2 separate regions of the Zea mays genome follow, and region 2 is linked to region 1. Evidence: chromatin contacts called from public Hi-C data. All regions are on one chromosome and are shown on one strand. The core of a region is the stretch at or near the end of the contact, and the rest is flanking DNA. Distances in the headings are between cores, read along the strand shown. Region 1 holds the start of LOC103643902 (exportin-2). Region 2 holds the start of LOC100192064 (putative phosphoribosylformylglycinamidine synthase chloroplastic/mitochondrial).

Region 1 (2,825 bases), core at 266-2,765:
ACTAATACAGTAGGCTAATTTTTTATAATGTAATATTTCGTAACTTTCTAAAGTGTATATATAAACCTATCTCAAATTCATGAGATACAAGATAAAAATTGATTATATAGATTTACATGCTACTTTTCTAATGTACAATTTATAACATACTTTTCTACTTATTTATCTATAACATAAATATGCTGTATAACTATCTCTCTCATATGATTTAGAATAATATACAAATATATTACATAGATAAATATATTAACTTAATTAATTTTGTCTAAATTATAATTATTAGAATTAGAATGGAATTCACACAGGTTTCGGGTACATGTACCCTTTTGTTGAAGGTCGTTCGAGCTTTTCCTGAGAGTATGGGTTACATACTTCAGCGCCGTAGCGCCTGGTATGAGCCTCGCGGAGAAGCAATGACTAGTCCACGGGGCTCATACTTCAGCGCTGCAGCGCTTGGTACTCGGACCTCGGCTCGAGGCATTTTCTCTACCCCTTCTTGCCCTGAAAAAGCAGGGTCACCTTGTGTCCTTAAACCTATAACCATCTTTCGGCTAACCTAGCCTCCTCCGTCCCTCCGTACCAATAAGAGAAGGGGTAGTACAGGAATATTGACCTGTTGTCCATCGACTACGCCTTTCGGCCTGATCTTAGGCCCTGACTCACCCTCCGTGGACGAACCTTGCGGAGGGAACCTTAGGTTTTCGGGGCATTGGATTCTCACCAATGTTTTTGTTACTCAAGCCGACATTCTCGCTTCCGCTTCGTCGACCCCCGCTTTCGCGTTTGCTTCCCTCTAAGGCGGAACGCTCCCTACCGACAAAACAAACATGTCTAATTATACTTTTCCTTGAAGACGAAGTACACTATAATCATAGTTAACTACAGAGTGTGGCAATTACAGACGTGATACGTGGTTGATGTTCTTGAAGGTTTACGCAGCAGCCAAATGCGTGGCGTGCATTCATCCAATCCAACAGTCCATGCCATGTTGATGGATGACCACAGGTTCTTTTGTTATATACGCTCTGTAATCCGGCCGTCATTGACATTGCCAAAGGAATTGAACCAACCAGATTCTATAAGAAAACTGACGTAGCACGTTATTTTCTTTCAGAATTTTATCCAACACGATTTACAAACCTGATGCACTTTTATTTAGGCACCAGCCGATCATACCGCTTTGATGTCAGAAAAATGAATTTGATCCGACGAGGCGACGACAGTCTTAAATACTGCGGCGTTTAAGGATCTTTGAAGCAATTTTGACAGGCCATTGCTATCTTCTGATCTCATGATGAATTGTTCTTTCTTTAGCAATTGATGAATTTGTTCTTGGCAAGTTGGCTTCATAATAAAAGAGAAAAAAGATAGGCCGGAGCGGCCTGAAATCACCTTCGGCCCTGGTACAACTTTGCCAACCATAAAGTCTAGGCCGACGAATAGTTGGCCCAACACTACGGCCCATAACCACCATTTACTCATTTTCCCTTTCCTCCGACACGTCGCCCCTATTTCTCTCTGCCTGTCTGCCTCGCTTCCGGTTCCGACCTCCCAGGCTCCCACTTCCTCTGCAAGTCGCAGCGCAAAGCGGAAGCAGGATTTCAAAAACCCTACCTCCCTACCCTACTCCGCACACACCCCGATCTCCCTCCCCCACCCAGATCGCCGGCCCGCGGCGGCGCGAAATGGAGGTGCCGCCGGAGATGCTCGACGCCCTCGCGGGCTGGTTCGGGCAGTCGCTCTCACCCGACGCCGCCGTGCGCCGCGCCGCCGAGCAGAGCATCTCTTCCGCTACCTCTTCCCCAGGCTTCGCGCTCGCGCTCCTCGGCCTCGCCGCCTCCCCGCGCCACGATCTCCAGGCCCGCCTCGCCGCCTCCGTCCACTTTAAGAACCTGCTCCGCCGCCGGTGGCCCAAGCCCGACGCCGACGCCGACGCTGACGCCGACTACCTCCCCGCCTCCGACTGCGCCATCATCAAGGCACACCTTCTCCAGCTCCTCCTCACCGCCCCGCCCCTCATCCAGGCGCAGCTCTCCGAGGCCCTCGCCGCCGCGGCGGCCTCCGATTTCCCCGCCAGGTGGGAGTCGCTCCTCCCGTCTATTGTGTCCTCCCTAGGCAGTGCCGTCAACGCGGGGGACATCGCCGCCACCAACTCCCTCCTCACCGCCGTGGTGTCGCTCTTCTCCCGCTTCCGCAACGCATTCGACAACAATGCCCTCCGCCTCGACCTCAAGTACTGCCTTGACATCTTTGCCGCCCCACTCCTCGAGGTCTTCCTCTTCGCCTCCCGCCGCCTTCAGGCCACCGCCACCACGGCCAACCCGCTCGAGCTCCGCCCCGTGTTTGAGTGCCTCCGCCTCTGCTGCGAGATCTTCTACTCGCTTAACTCCATCGACCTGCCTGAATTCTTCGAGGATAACATGCGCCAGTGGATGACAGAGTTCCGAACTTTCGTTACCACATCCTACTCACCGCCTGTTGAGGCAGATGGTGCCCCTGATGCGCTCCGTGCTGCTGTCTGTGATAACCTGCAGCTTTATATGGAGAAGTACGAGGAGGAGTTTAGGGGATACCTGAAGGAGTTTGTTGAGGCCGTGTGGGGGCTCCTCATGGCGCAGACCACCTCTCCATCCCGTGCACAGCTTGCTGTTACTGCGATAAGGTTCTTGACTACAGTTGCTGAGAGTGTGCACCATGCCTTATTTGGGAGTCCTGAAGCAATGAAGCAGATATGTGATAGTGTTGTTGTGCCTAACTTGCGCCTGCGGGATGAGGATGAGGAGTTGTTTGAGTGCAATTGGGTGGAATATGTTAGGCGTGACTCT
Region 2 (2,852 bases), core at 341-2,840, 300 kb after region 1:
GGTTTCACTTTCTTGAAGAAATGGTATACGGTACAAGTGAATAATTTTAACATCCGATGCAGTATCAGGTTTCTCAACTAATGGGCTGTCAAACCCCTTGGATGCCACGGCCCCAGGAGATGACAACAATCGGATATTATGAGTCATTACTCTTTGCAGACGTGGGCAACAAAGATGCTGTTGATGGAAGGAGTGTTGAGTCATCCGCAATCTTCTTGATCCAAGACTTCTCGCAGGATTTAAACCACATATTTTTACCTGTTGTAGAGAACAAACATAAGAACAAGCTAGTGCCAACCAAAAATAAATTATGTTACTTCATAGATTGTATACCATATTTCCAGGAAAGCCTTCAGTCCGTAACAGATTGCTTGCTGTCATTTGGCCAGGTGATGCCATCCCAACCCAAAGAATTTTTATTTTTTTAGTTCTTGTAAAAAAAGAATGGGAGACCTGCACATCAATTGGAAATCAGGGTTATTTTGAATCAAGCATGAAATTATAGAAGTGATGCAAAGATATAAGTGTACAGATAAATTGAGCATGCCAAAGCAAAGAAGATAAACAATCACGAAAGGAGATCATTTCTTTCAAACAAGTTCCTCAGCCTATTTGTGACCCCAAAGATTACGGTGCCATTACTTCAAATGTCAAGAAGGTAGTGCTACTAATAAACTAATGTAAAACGGTTCCTCAAGTGAAAAATGTAGAGACATGATAAAAAAAAAATTCTGCATGCTCGAAGTTCAAACTTCAAAGACTAGGACACTCTTAACCTGAAGGTATTAACATCAAAGCACGTACACCCTATACACATGCAGGCTGTCAAACATATTTGTTCCCAGATATACTGCATATATTATTGGTATCCTATATTATTAGTAGCATAGCATACAGTAGTGACCTAGTGTTGTCTCACGAGTCACGACAGCGACACATGGTTCAAAATATCTCGGCGTCAACTGTCAGGCCGTCAGAACTCGGAACCAGTGAACACTGACCTGTCCTCGATACTATTATTACTCTAATCTGCTTTGCTTTGATCAGTATCCGAACCTCAAAGAAGATAGTACTAGTAAGCTAGTAGATATTCAGTATTCACCAAGTTGCACCAAAAATTCAGAAACAATGAAACGAACTGGAAGGATCGGAGAAGGACGTATGGGATTTAGATTCGACTGCTATAGACAGAAAATATACCCTCACAAATAGTCGACCCACAAAATATATGGAGATAGGGTTCCTTACCAACGAAAGAAGCAGGAATCAACGCGTCAGTCGAGCCAAACGCGAAAAGGACGATTAGGATTCAGGGAGACAGCGCGGCGAAACGAACTCCTCGGAGTCAGCGGCGCGGACGAAACGCTCCGCTCCGCTCGGGCGGAGGCCGGGAGTGTTCCCCGGCTGCGCTAGGAATACGAGACAAGTTTGCGGGGAAGTAGGAGACGGAGAAGCAGCCGCCGCCCGCCGCCGTTGCGAGCGCGAGAGAAAAGGGAATGAGAAAAAGGGAAGGCAAGATGCCTGCCGCACTCGCGCACCACAACGCAATGTTATTGAGATTATTGGGCCGGTCCTAACCAGCGTGGCCACCGCCTGTCGGGCGGCCCAGCGCAATATTGTTAGGCTAATTAGCTGAAGCGTGGGGAGAGCGGGCCCGGTCATTGCCGCAGCCCGCATTCACTGCTTTGACCTGGGCTACGGTTGCAGACTTGCAGTCCGATTTTTTTAGTTCTTTTCAAAAAAAATCACGTTTAGACTTCAGAACGATTTATTTCATATTTTGGACCCTTTGCTCGACGCCATAGCGCCGAGACAACATAGCTGCGGGCGAGGAGACATTCGGAGGTACTGTACAACGCGTATGTTGCGTCTTTTCTGAGGTAGGTGTTGGTTCCATAAAAACTCTCGTGGTGTTTTTCATGGTGTTGGTTCCATAAAAATTCTCGCGACGCATACGTTGCGTCTTTTCTGAGGTACAGGTGCAGGCGAGGAGACATTCGAACATTGCTCTGGACCGTACTAGCTATAAACCCGCCGAGATAGCTTCACGCGTACATCACCACAAATCCCCGAAAAATGGCACCCTGCTTGCCGCCTCACACCTCCTGTTTCCAGATCCTTGTTGTTATGTACTGCCTCCGTTCACAAATATATGATACTATTGACTTTTTCGAAAACTTTGACTGTTCGTTTTATACAGAATATTTATTCAAAAATGTAAAATTTAAATCAAGCATAAATTACCTTAAGTGATAACATAAATCACAACAAAATAAATGATAACTCATTATTTTTTGAATAAGACAAGTGGTCAAAGTTTTTTTAAAAAAATCAACAATATCTTATATTTATGAATGGAGGGAGTACTAAGTATACACGTCACTGTTCCTGTCAAGTTATGAATAACATTGACTTGGAGGAGGATCTTGCAATTTGAACTTGACATGTTCAACTTTAAGCCACCATAGACTATTGTGTGGTTTGTTTGAAGTACTTATCGTTATCAACTTATCATTAAGTTGTGGTGTTCTTGTGATTAGTAACCCTACAAATCATAACCTACATGATTATTTGAGTCACTTAGTTGTACATTTAGCATATTATTATTATATTGCTCATAACACTTTTCAGGCTTTCTGTTTCGAACCAGAGGAGTGGAGGGTTTGCACTTCTTCTGTTGCTACTTGTTACTTTTGTAATGTTGTGGACTTGTTCACTTGTTGTTTCGAACCGGAGTGGAGGCCCTCATCGGTCGGACGGGCGCGCTTATATACACATGCATCCTCTCGCTTAGTTCGTTATGAACAACTGAACAGGCCAAGAAATTCAAAGGAGCGCAAGCTCAACCATAA

What was found. Hi-C and Micro-C count contacts between places; a contact is called where the count stands out from the background.
Region 2: a contact with region 1 is called in a Hi-C map of ear, with 3 times the contacts expected there. The contact joins the promoter of LOC100192064 here to the promoter of LOC103643902 in region 1. A contact is called at or near these places in 3 of 25 Hi-C or Micro-C datasets (ear, leaf and tassel).

Annotation. Positions count from the first base shown.
Region 1 is chr1:274,773,934-274,776,758 of Zm-B73-REFERENCE-NAM-5.0, forward strand. It overlaps LOC103643902 (exportin-2), which reads left to right and starts at 1,516. Exons shown (of 3, transcript XM_008667073.4): 1 at 1,516-2,825. The coding sequence starts at 1,686.
Region 2 is chr1:275,075,328-275,078,179 of Zm-B73-REFERENCE-NAM-5.0, forward strand. It overlaps LOC100192064 (putative phosphoribosylformylglycinamidine synthase chloroplastic/mitochondrial), which reads right to left and starts at 1,591. Exons shown (of 4, transcript XM_008677736.3): 1 at 1,249-1,591; 2 at 334-453; 3 at 1-258. The coding sequence starts at 399.